Regions from separate parts of the Mus musculus genome. Here region 2 is linked to region 1. The links are chromatin contacts, called in public Hi-C maps. All regions are on one chromosome and are shown on one strand. Each heading gives the region's core, a stretch centred on a gene start, on an enhancer-like site or on the middle of the called end of the contact. The rest is flanking DNA. Distances are from core to core; before and after follow the strand shown.

Region 1 (6,558 bases), core at 1,487-3,986:
CCATTTGTGTGCTAAAAATATTCCCCCTACTGAACCCAACATCCATCAAAAAGGAACAAAATGTAAGGAATTATTTTTATTTGAACACTAAGAAACAAAATTCATTCAGATGGCTAAAGCTTAAAGTAACAATAAAGTTTTACTAGTGCTTCTGGATACGCAATTTGGCATGGTGGAGGCATAACACAGTGAAATAAAAAATTATAGAGATAACTAAATTCTTGTCCAAAAATATTATTATGATAGTTTGGAGAACCAGTCTCTACTCATACTGATTGAGTAGCTGCGTATTCATTCTCCTTCTTATCTTTCATTTCTTTTTCTTATCCTTCTTCATCCTCATCCTCCTTTCCTTCTTCCTCCTCCCCTTATTTCTCTCATTCACCTCCTCCTTCTCCCTCCTTTTTCTCTTCCTCTTTCATTTTGTGATACATGGTCTCATGTGTTCCAGTCTTACTAACTTCTAACTGCCTAGAATCAGATACTGTCCTTACAATATTTATTATTTCCCTCTTGCCTTTTTTTCTTTGATTATAACAAGGTATCCTCTTCCCTCCCCATCTTTCTGTGTCGCCAATTGCTTTTTAAGTAAGAAAAAAATTATATTTTAATATATGTTTACATCTTGGGATACAACTATAATTCAAAGCACAGTAAGACCTAAAATTTACCCTAGTTTAAATAAATATTTTTTGTGTTAGATAATACCTGTTTAAGGCATGATTTCTTTGCAAACACCACAAAGATTGAGCTTCCCATGACACGTGCTTATTCATATATATATATATATATCTTTACTTAGAATTCTTTTTTCCAGTGTCAAGGGTTTCTCTCAGATGGGTATTTGTCATGCATGAGGTTCATTGTAAGGACAGAACCATCTATCCCTACATCTACTTTTATATCTCCCTACTACCAATGTTGACAAGGCACATTCTTTATTCTCTTTTTTCTGTTAACATAGTAGAAAGAATACTTGGTTTGAGAGTAGGTGAACCTTAGTCTGCCTTTAAATGATTCTTTTTACCCCAAGAATGAAGAGAAAGATTGCATGAGTAGCATAGGCTGCATGCTATTTTTCTATTATGGGTATTAGTTCAATATTACTGGCTAATGAGGTCATTGATAAAAATCAAACTTCTTGAAATATTTTTAATATGTACAGTGACCTCAAATTATCAAGGAAAAGACAGAATCTTGGGTTCTTTGTATTCTTGTTTGCAGCATCATAATAATGCTAAAATTTTATGCTGGGTACATATTGTCAAATCAATGTCATTGTCAAAGTCATGGTCAATTAAAAGCATAGTCTGTACTATTATAGCATCCATTATATTCATTTTTCTTTTTAAACTTGCAAAATAAGTTAAAAGTTATATAGACACATTATTTTTCAAAAGAGAGTTTCTCTAATCAGACCTTTATATACTTTAAAAGTTTGAGTAATAGTGGCCTCGCAAAGGTACATTTTAATTAATTCTTTGTGGAAACTATGCAGAGTCTGATGTAATTATGATGAACTTTTTCTGTTCTGTAACTAACCATTGACCCCAGAGAAAACATTACCACATTCTGCTCTAGAGCTCTCAATAAAGCCATTCACTTTCTGTGAAGACAGATTTTATTATATAAAAAAAGAGCAACATCAGAGAAAACAGGAGTGTAATTGTTATGAAAAATAGCTAGGAGAAAAATATTGAAAATTATCGGGTACATGTGTGGTAAGTGTCTTCATCCTTGTACTCTTTTCTCACTCTCAAAACAACTCTATTTGAGCTGTCAGCACAAGTTCTTTGTAGTTTCTATGTTGGAGTTCTCTGTTTGTATCTCAATTTCATTAAAATTGTTCATCACAGAGTTAAGAAGCAAAGATCCAAATCAGATAAAGGAGTTTACTCAACATTTCTTTGTATTCAGTATAGCTCTACTTCATCTATTGAAGTGATAATCTGTGTTTCTGACTCACTGTAGTCACAGGGTTTTACTATAGCATTTGGACACTCTCTCATCTAAGATTAGCATGTCAGGTATATGACTATGTTCTTATTTATTAACTATGTCATCAATTGCCTAGTGGGTACCAAGGTCTCCAATGTGTTCTTTGCTCAGAAGATTCTTGGTTGTCCAGCAATCATACACAGGCTTTTAAAAAATATATTGTTAGATATAATCAGTGTGTCTAACAATCAAGATAAAGGAAATTTGTCAACAAACACAATACACAAGACTCTTGTTTTCCATAATATGCATTTCATAGATTGAGCGTTGTATCTACTGTTAGGCAGATTAGATAAGTTATTTGCCTTTTTGCTGTCAATCTCCTTTTTTCTGACCTTCTAGAAAATTGTATAATTCATGTTGCAATAGAGCTATGATGACCAGAATGGAGAATTTCTTAACTCCACATTAGATTCATCTACCAAGTTTAACCTTTTCTCTGAAACTGGTACACAATTACTGTGTTAATAGCACCTATGTCCAAGCAGCTCTCTAATATGGTACTGATTCCTGAAGTAAGGCAGCCAAATATTAGGTGATGAAAGATGCATTCTTTAATGTTGAGCATTTAAGGTTTTGATAAGGACATTACGAAGGGCGATTCCTGGCTTGGAGAGGGGTTCCTAAGAAGGTGTGTTTGAGAGTAGTAAAAGAATGACTGGAAGTCAATCATGGGTGCAACCTGAAAGCTCTGTGTTCTGCTTTAGCTGGCTCTCCAGAGAGCTGTGTAGATAGTTCAGCTATTGCAGATAAAAGTCCAATCATTTCTTGACTTAATTATTCAACCATTAACCCAGGTTCTCTTTCGATTATTCCACAAATCAGCATTTTATGACTTTAGTCCCTTGATTCAGAGAATCAGCAAGTACTTTTTTTTAAAGATAACAAATGTTCTCAGAGATCTGCCTGACTTTGTAAGCAGAAATAATAAGTTTAGCTATATATAGTCCTATCCTGAAATTACCATTACCACCCTGCCTGAACCTAAAGTCACTCTGTTCTAGGATGACCTTGAACTGAGGAATCTGCCTGCCTGTGTAAGCACAAACAATATATGTAGCTGGGTGGGATGTTTCCCTGAAATTGCCAGTCCCTTAATCTCTTTATCTCTTTCCTTAATATTTTTCTGACAAGCTGGCTCATTAGTGTAACTGTCTGTTCTTTTAGGTCTGTGAAGCCATTCAAAGAGTTCATATCGCATCCCTATATTTTGCATAGTTGAAAATTTATATATTTGTGAACTCATGCTTTCAGAGTTCTTTACCACAGCCCTAAGGGCTGTCCTTAGCCACAGTGTTTACTTTTTTGATGAAGAACATATTCTTGCCTCCCAGACTCACCTTGTTTCTAATTATCATAGAGACATTTAACATAACAGGTAAAATATTTCTCAAAGGAGGAACGTGAATATATGTTACAAACAAGCCCCACACCCAAGAAACCATCAGCACTCATAGAAACCCAATTCTTGCTGTCTCTGCTCCAGGGGTGGGAAAACCTGTTATGTTGTCCCTTCCAGAGCAATGCAGAACTCAGCAGGATACTACACCATACCATAGGTATCTGAAGTGCTATCTTAAAGCATGTAGCTTATCTTTAAATTTAAAACCAAATATATGATGCCTTTTTATTTTTCTTTGTATATATATACCTAAACTCCAAAGGATTTAGAGTAAGACTGAGACCTCTAAAAAGTATGCTTCTTTACTTCCTTCAATTTTTTTTAATAATTAGTCCATACTAAGGTATTTTAGAAATGAGGAGATGTTTTAAATATAACAGTGATACTGCTATCATTCACTTCAATTGGAAAGTATTAGAGATTTGTCTTCACTTTGACCTAGTAATTTTTAATTCAATAAGGAAAGGCCATATTCTCTTTTAGTTGTGCAACTAACTCAATTTTTAGGTTGAGAATAGGCACATTTTCTATCTACTATCCACCATTCAACAACCAGGCCAAGATAAAGTTATGTGAAATTACGAATACATATTGTGTTAACACAATGATTTGGAGTTGATAGAATTTTGAACAACCAACTAATGAGCCCTTTCCTCAGAGAGACCAAGAGAACATGGAACACTTATGAACAATGTATTCCTTCTTTCTCTTGTATACATCTAAATGCTCTGTGATAAGAGTTATAAAACAACAGCTCTGCTGATAAGGTCTGGACTCTGTTTCATGAAGCCTGAGTTTCTTCATATGCAGAATTTCACAATTGTCTTCTATTGTCTAAGTTTGCATTTTATTGCTGTGAAGAGATATCATGATCAAGGCAAATCTTATACAGGAAAACATTTAATTGGGGCTGGCCTACAGGATCAGGCCTTTAATGATTTATCATCATGGAAAGAAGCATGGAGGCATGCAAGCAGACATAATGTTAGAGCAGGAGCTGAGAGTACTTCATTTTGATCCAAAGGCTACCAGAGCAGACTGGAATTCCACTCTAGGCAGAGCTTAAAGCTAGAAACCTCAAGCCCACCCCTACAGTGGTTCACCCCATCCAACAAGGTCACATTTACTTCAAAAAGGCCATAACTCCCAATAGTGCCATTCTCTGTGGGTCAATCATTCAAACACATGAGTCTATGGGAGACAAACCTACTCAAACTGCCACAGTTATAGAAGTCATTTCCCAGCTGTTAGTTCTTTAATCCACAGATAAAATAAGTTACACTGATGAATGTGGCTTGTATCATCAGGGATTTTCTGCAGTCTCACTTGACTTTTGATAACACTCAGGCAAGGGAAAAGCAGAAGAAAACAGCAGAAGAGGGAGAAAACTTGAGTGAGAAGGATATTGAGTGGCTGAAGCATCAGAGAATAAAAGGGGTTCTTAGGCTCAGTGGTGTTCAAACCCAGTTTCTCACACAGTGGCATGGCTAGTCCACTACATCTCAATGTATGACTACCATACTTTGACCTTAACTGGAAAAAAAAATTAAAGTGAAAAGAATGGCAAGCAATCATGAAGTCAACACAAAAAAGTCCTTTTCAAAACGTAAATAAAGATAAATCAAAATACATCAATATGAGTCATTGTGATAAAGTTGTTAACGTTTACCAAATATTTCTAATGGTAACAATATTATAGAAATTTATGTGCATCTTTAGTTATGTACACATACAAGAATATTGTATAGTTATTTCTTACAGCATCCACTAGCTTTGGTCCTTTGGATAGCTGTTACCCATGCTCACTTGCTCACTTGGAAGAACTGATTTTTTTTTAAATTTTTTTATTAGGTATTTTAAGAGCACAGCAGACTAGAGGACAGACCAGTACTTAATGGTGGTGGTCACACTGCCCTGCTAACATAGCCTGCTCCTTGGAGGGATGGTCTCCTCTTGGAAGGAGAATGGGACTAATTTCTGGTTGTAATTCAGAGTTGTCTACATTGTTATGGAAATGAATCTACTTAGCCTAATCCTGATGAAAAACATTAGTCTATTAGCGTCTTAAATTTTGGTGCTTTCCAGCTGCCTTGGTTAACAAACCACTTATTTGGTGTTTTGGAAGCAGTGCTCTTTTAGCTAAATTCTTAGTGTTATTTAATTATTTTCAATAAATCTATTATTAAATCCTTTATGACATGAATTCTATCACTTCAGACCTCCCCTACATCAAGATGAGTATCCTTTTCTTTAATTTAATCCTTTTCTTTAATTTTTCTTTAATTTAATTTTCTGATCATATTGTCATATGATCAGAAAATCTGGTAAACTAGTACATATTTATTGTTACAACTAAATGATGAGTTTAAGAGAAAATAGAGACTGGAAAATTATACAGTGATCCCAATATAAGTATTTATTCTAGAAGAAAATTAAAAATTTCATTATAAATGTGATTATACATTAAGAATGACAAATATTTTAAGTATAATGGATGAACACAGAGCCAAAGAACAGTCCATTAAAATTTAAGAAATTACTACAATAATTCAATATTTGCTCTTTCTAGACATAACTTTCAAATATTGTTAGTAATGGTTTTCTGAGAAAAATAGCAACTCAGTTCATTGCCTTAATTTTTTGGAAAAAGTATCTAAAAATCTTTGACGGGAGAGCAAGCATACAGATATATATTTTAGGGAAAAGCAGGAAAATAGACCATCATAATTTAAATGTACTAACAATTTTTACGTATTTTTCCTATTATAATATTGATTCATAGTTCTGAACTGACCCTTTAATGTCCTTGACATCAGATAAACACAGTAGCTGTCCTTTATTTAAAAAGAAAATAAAGACTCTTCTCATGCTATACTAATCCCTGTGGCCAGAGCTGTATTTGTGTGCTCTATGAGCCCCTTGTGTTATCCTTAAATAAAACTCAGTATACGCTTTGTGCCTTCTCAAAGATTCAGAATGCTATCAGTTATTATCTTGTTTACATTTTAAATGATATTCTGGAAATAGCATATTTAAATTAATAGTACCCCTGTGCCAGGAAAATAAGAAATTCCAGGGCGTCATCAAACTGTCATTGAAATAGCAAAGGAAAGATGAGATGTCTTCAGGAAAGTGTGATTATGTAGAATTTACCTGTA
Region 2 (6,558 bases), core at 1,502-4,001, 79 kb after region 1:
GAGTTTATCAAGCTGTCACAGGTATCCACAACTGGCTCTAGAGTAGATCCAAGTACACCTTCATCTCTTGGTTAAACTTCAACAGACCTCTCTATGGCAACGGACTGAACCTTTAACCCTGCCTTCAGCAGTAATCTCAGACTCCCATATCTACACTATTTGGTTTTATATTTTTCTGTGGCTTTAAAGCTATAGTTAATTTTCAAGCTTTTATTTTACCTTTTACTAAAGACCACAGTTAAGAACCAACAGATCCCTTCCTCTGGAAGTTGCAAACCTTCTTCCTACAGGCCTTCTCCAGGGCAGTAAGGGAATCTATACTCTGCTGTTTAATTTGAAGTGTGGGAAGGATGACTCCCACTCTCCTGTGTTCTTATATAGGTTCCCTTAAAATGACATTTTACGGTTGCCTGTATGACCAGGCATTTCTAGTCCCTCCTAGCTTTAACGGTTTTGTTATCTCTACTATCTCAAACTCTTCATGATGGTACTTTTATAGATAGCCATTATATTTTGATTACACTTTTGTTGGTCAATAGCCTTGCTTCCAAGGTCTAATTAGGCTGAAAGTTGCCAAATGAATCTCTTTCAATTGATTATTTAAAATATCCAATACCTGAAATCTAACATTTTATTCAGAATTATTAATAACCTTACCCAAATTCACCCTTCCCAAGTTTCCAAATAAACCCATGGCTTCATAGAACACTTGGTTGACCTAAATAAAACTTCTGGACTCACCCTTCACTCTTCAATTTCCTCATACTTTGTAGGTGATCTGTCAGCCAGTCAATCTAAAGTATATCTCTAGCAATACAAATTCAATCTCACATAGCCACCTATGTAGACTTTGTATTTGAAACAACAAAAATGCCACTCAATGACTGACTCCCAAATTCTAAATCCATTCAACGTCTTCCCTAGCATGTTTAGAATAAAATTTAAAAAATTTTAAAGCATTTCACATTTTTATATTTAATCCTACAGTATATGATTCACGTTGCTTCACACCCCACTCCTTCCTTTTTCTCCACTGTTGCTTTAGTCCATGTGTTGCCCTAAGGTCTTTTATGCATCAATCCATTAACACTTCCCATTAACATGATGCTTCATGTTTCTACATTATCTTTTCTCAAAATATCTGTATAACTTTGGGCTGTAATTATGTGTAGCTAGAATTGAATGTGCCATCTAAGGCAATCTTTCTTATGATTATATCTTGTTCAGTTTCATTCTTTGGTTCTATGAGAGCTATAGAATTGATATAAGTTAATTTACTTTCTAATGTTACAATATTTGTGTGCATTCATTGATGAGATGATGCACATTTTATTAATAATTCTATAACTACAGTGAGTAATTCTTTACAATTATGCAAACACCTATGCTCTGTTTCTTTTTTCTTTCTTTATTCTTCTAATTCTGAATTGAAATTACAAATAGGACAATGTTAGGTAAGCATACTCTTGCAAGAATTATAATCTGATCTTACCTGATATTCTTATTCCAGGAACACTCAGTTCCAACATTGGAACTTTGGAGGTGATAACATCTCTCTTACATTTTTCAACATTTCCATCATTTAGAACCATGTCTACAATCTCACTAAGCCAAGTAGTACCTGTAACAGAATCCATGATCAGATTCTTTGTCTTTTTTTTTTATTAGAAATTTTCTTTATTTACATTTCAAATGCTATCCTGAAAGTCCCCCATACTCTCCCCCCACCCTGCTCCCCTACCCACCCACTCCCACTTCTTGGCTCTGGCGTTCCCCTGAACTGAGGCATATAAAGTTTGTAATACCAAGGGGCCTCTCTTCCCAGTGATGGCTGACTAGGCCATCTTCTGCTACATATGCAGCTAGAGACATGAGCTCTGGGGGTACTGGTTAGTTCATATTGTTGTTCCACCTATAGGGTTGCAGACCCCTTCAGCTCCTTGGGTACTTTCTCTAGGTTCTCCTTAGGGGCCCTGTATTCCATCTTATAGATGAGTGTGAGCATCCACTTCTGTATTTGCCAGGCATTGGCATAGCCTCTCAGGAGACAGCTATACCAGAGTCCCTTCAGCAAAATCTTGCTGGCATATGCAATAGTGTCTGGGTTTGGTGGCTGATTATGGGATGGATCCCCAGGTGGGGTAGTCTCTGGATAGTCCATCCTTTCGTCTTAGCTCCAAACTTTGTCTCTTTGTCTTAATGGTTTGGTTATTATTTAATGATTTACACTTTGAGAAACTCACACATGTAAACATGAAACATTTTTGTTATTTTAAAAAAAAATACTTTTTGAGATGACAACACCATGACATCATTTGCCCCTCCCATCCCTCCCTCTAAATTCTAACATGTCCCTCCACAGTCCCCATACCAGCTCTGAAGATAGGATTCATCTCACTTCTGTGGCCACTCACACACATACACAAGTTCCCCACATATAAACAGCTATACATATACACATGAATAAAAGAAAAATGTAAGACAAAAAAGGCAGATTAAACCTGGATTTTTCAGGATGAAGGACTCACCTGATTTAGGGTAAGTGGTTATTACAATGTCACCTGGTGTGCTCTGGAACTCTTCAATCCTTTCCCAATTGAGTGCAAAAGCATAGATCATGGGGTAGCCATGGATCATCTTCAGATCTTTTCTCCAAACGTCTTCTGAGGCACTCATTTTTGCAGCAGGCTGAACAGAAGGAATAGAAGGAGTAAAAATCAGGTTCTGTGTGACAAGTGTTAAACTTAAGACTATATAATACAAAGTGAACTTTGGCTTTATCACAGTACACACGGAAACACGAAGGGTAACTTGTGGGTGTAACACTACAGACTGGCAAGGGCAAAAAATGCTTCTATGAAAACATAACAAAGGTTTTCAAAATAAGCTTTTAAGAGAAGGGGGATTATGCCTCAGTAAATTAAATCATTTTAGACAGATATATTCTAGAAAAAAAACCCTCCATTTACACTAAAATATTAGCACTTTAGCTGATATTTTAGTGTAAGTGGAGGTAACTTTAGAGTTAGTTTATTGTCATTCTGAGTTTTACACTGAAAACCCTGCATACATTTTGTCCTCTTCTAGGAATTGTTTCTTTGTCACTAGTCTTAAGGAAATGATGCAGGATGCTATAAATCTCTGTGCATGCCCACACATGCAACTGTAGGCTTCAGCTATATGAGCACCTTGGAATTAGAGGTATTTTGATTTCTTTTTAATTTGATTAAGTTACCCATAAAGTCTTAATTTTTAATTTAGCTTCTAGTACTGTTTTATATTTATAACATAAACTGACATATCAGAAGTAAGTTCTGGTCTGTGTACATATGCCTGTGCTATTGGTCTCTTCTGAGATCTTATTAGAAAATCACGGTATCCAGGTCCCAATTTAGGCTTAGGATCTACATTTTAATGAGATCCTGAAATTCTCTGTAATAAGCAATGCCTTAAAATTTAAGAAAGATGATTCTAAGTCACTTTAATTAATCTCTACCAATGTAGTTCATAGATATGTAATTGACGAAAGTGGATTCAGTGTCAAGAAAATATATTGCTTTTTTTTTTTTTACCCATTATCACCATTCCTTACCCAGTCTTTTTAAAAGTTGTTTTATTTACATTCCAAATGTTGTGCCCCCTTCCCAGTCCCTCTTCCAAGAGTTCTTCACCCCAATCACCTCTTTACCCAGTCTTAAGATGTGCCTTTCATTTTGTATTTGGAATGAGGAAGCAGCTCTATCCTGTCCAGAATCACAAAGGAGGAGTGGCCACCAGGAATGGACTTTGGCCTGCTCACTGACTCATGCTGCTTATGTACTGTGGGCTCAGCCCTGTGTTTTAAAAGAGCTGTAACTTAACCCATGCATATAAGAGTCTTTTTGTTTTGTGAGGGGATTTCTTTTAAGTCAAGGAATTATTTCTTCTCCACCTAGACCTCAAGCTCCTCACATAGGAAAACTCTAACAGCAGTAAATGAAGTGTGTACCGTGAGAACAATCCATGCACGCAGTTCTGAACAGAGCCACCGCACCAGGGAAGGCATGCACGAGCAGTTCTGCCACCTATCAGTTACCAGGCTGACTGAACAGACAGAATGGTTAATTCTGAGTTCAGTATTATAGGACAGATAGAGGACAGAGGACAGAAAAGCTATCAATGGTTGGTATTGTTGAGCCAGATATGCTGAAACATGGTGTTCCCTGTAAAATATGGAATAGACTAACAAAAAGCCTGTAAGTCACGCAGGAAAAGCTATGGAGATTCTTTTTTCACTTATACAAAATCTTCATTCAAGTAGAGACATAACCTAAGATTAAAGTACCTAAAATTCATTCTAGGAACATCCAACAGATTAAAATAGGATTAAGAATATGTACCTTAGGAGACAGTAACTGAGTCATCTGACGTTAAGACTGAGTGATTCTTCACATGAAAAGACCTGTCTCTTTAATCAGAACTGTTTGTGAGACACAGTACTGAAAAACATGAAAGAAAGAGAGAAAGAGAGAGAGAGAAAGAGAAAAGAAAGAGAGAGAGAGAGAAAGAAAGAAAGAAAGAAAGAAAGAAAGAAAGAAAGAAAGAAAGGAAGGAAGGAAGGAAGGAAGGAAGGAAGGAAAACATGAGTCTGTTTCTGCTATTGACTTTTTTTTTTCAGCCAAGTGTGTTTACAGTAAATAAATAACAAAATTTATTTCTGTCTGTTACACATGAACCTAGTTCTACAATCACAACTCTAGTCACCACAGTCGGTGTGCTCTTCACAGTGTGCACGAGTGTATTTAACAGTGGATGTATGATTGGGCAGAAAACATTGCAGAAGGGTTTGTTTGTTCCTGAATGGGCTTAAAGTTCACAAGAACCCTGCCACACCACCCCCAAATCCCAGCACGCTTCAAACGCATTCTATTGAATCCAAAGAGTTAAAAGCAGATACTGGAAGTTAGATATTCTCAGCATAGCAAGACATTAATGGAGAATTGCCTTATCTGGCATCACTGGGAGGGGAGTCCCTTGGTCCTATGGAGGCTTGATGACCGATACAGGAATGCTAGAGTAGTGAGGCAGAAGTGGGTGGATGGGTGAGCAGCCTCAAAGAGGCAGGGGTGAGGGAGGAGGGGATAATGGACTTGTGGAGGGGTCACTGGGAAGGGGTATAACATTTGAAATGTAAATAAATAAATTAATCAATTTTTTAAAAATTATGAAAAAGATACTCAAATTGCAAAAGCGCTCAATGTAACACTCTTGTAGGTCCACAGAGCTCTATGGATAAAAACTTGAAGGAAAACCATTTAAAAACAGATTTCCTCCTGTAGTGTTGCAGACCCCTTTAGCTCCTCAGATACTTTCTCTAGCTCCTTCATTAGGGACCCTGCAACCCTACAGGAGGAACAACAATATGAACTAAGCAGTACCCCCAAGAGCTGTGTCTCTAGTTGCATATGTAGCAGAGGATGGCCTAGTTGGCCACCAATGGAAGTAGAGGCCCTTTGTTTTGCGAAGATCATCTGCCCCAGTACAGGGGAATGCCAGAGCCAGGAATCAGGAGTGTGTGGGCTGGGGAGCAGGGCAGGGGGAGGATATAGGGGGCTTTGGGGATAGCATTTGAAATGTAAATGAAGAAAATATCTAATAAAAAATGCCTTAGAAGATAGATTTCAATTCACGTTGTGATCTTATTGCTCAGATTTTACCTTCAATCAGAACGAATGCTGCTGTGAAGAGCCTTCAGAGTTGGTGGTGACCTGAGATGGAGCACCTCATTCTGTGCTCCAGAAAGGAGAATAAAAAGTTCAATAAGGATCTAAGCAAAGCCTCTGACTTTACAAGCAGCAAAGATTTGAAGGGATTGAAGTCCATGCAAACAAACACTCAAAGGCCTGTTTTTTCAACAGTTGTAATAGGTCAGAGTGACAACTGGAAGGCAGGAAGCCATAGATCACTGGTGTGTTAACTTCTCCATGAACTTAACAAAATCTGACAAAAACTGCAAGACAAAACAGCACACAAGAAATGTCTCAGATCTGTTGGTCACTTCTCATGACACCATTGCATACACTAGCAAGATTTTATCGAAAGGACCCAGATGTAGCTGTCTCTTGTGAGACTATGCCGGGGCCTAGCAAACACAGAAGTGGATGCTCACAGTCAGCTAATGGATGGATCACAGGGCTCCCAATGGAGGAGCTAGAGAAAGTACCCAAGGAGCTAAAGGGATCTGCAACCCTATAGGTGGAACAACATTATGAACTAACCAGTACCCCGGAGCTCTTGACTCTAGCTGCATATGTATCAAAAGATGGCCTAGTCGGCCATCACTGCAAAGAGAGGCCCATTGGACACACAAACTTTATATGCCCCAGTACAGGGGAACGCCAGGGCCAAAAAGGGGGAGTGGGTGGGTAGGGGAGTGGGGGTGGGTGGGTATGGGGGACTTTTGGTATAGCATTGGAAATGTAAATGAGCTAAATGACCTAATAAAAAATGGAAAAAAAAAGAGAAGCCCTTTTCATACGTTTGAACACGGTGAAATGTGATTGCATTATACATGTTGCT

Evidence for each region. A called contact is a pair of places that touch in the nucleus more often than the background predicts.
Region 2: a Hi-C map of liver shows a contact between it and region 1, with 4 times the contacts expected there. The contact joins the promoter of Sult1b1 here to the enhancer-like site in region 1. A contact is called at or near these places in 5 of 484 Hi-C or Micro-C datasets (liver and nephron progenitors), 1 of 115 datasets of contacts at active chromatin or transcription factors (intestinal villus epithelium) and 2 of 9 other capture datasets (adipose tissue and liver).

The regions. Positions count from the first base shown.
Region 1 is chr5:87,453,700-87,460,257 of GRCm38.p6, forward strand. Ugt2a1 (UDP glucuronosyltransferase 2 family, polypeptide A1) reads right to left here. Exons shown (of 7, transcript NM_053184.2): 7 at 5,791-6,558. Ugt2a2 (UDP glucuronosyltransferase 2 family, polypeptide A2) reads right to left here. Exons shown (of 7, transcript NM_001024148.1): 7 at 5,794-6,558. Among named protein-coding and RNA genes, the nearest start is that of Ugt2a2, 25 kb to the right of the region's middle. Within about 2 kb of position 2,737, at least 8 of the 459 cell types and tissues checked have an H3K27ac peak or open chromatin away from gene starts, as enhancers often do. A contact at or near this core is called in intestinal villus epithelium and liver, where this site is marked.
Region 2 is chr5:87,532,409-87,538,966 of GRCm38.p6, forward strand. Sult1b1 (sulfotransferase family 1B, member 1) reads right to left here and starts at 2,752. Exons shown (of 7, transcript NM_001382837.1): 1 at 2,529-2,752; 2 at 1,493-1,621. The coding sequence starts at 2,676.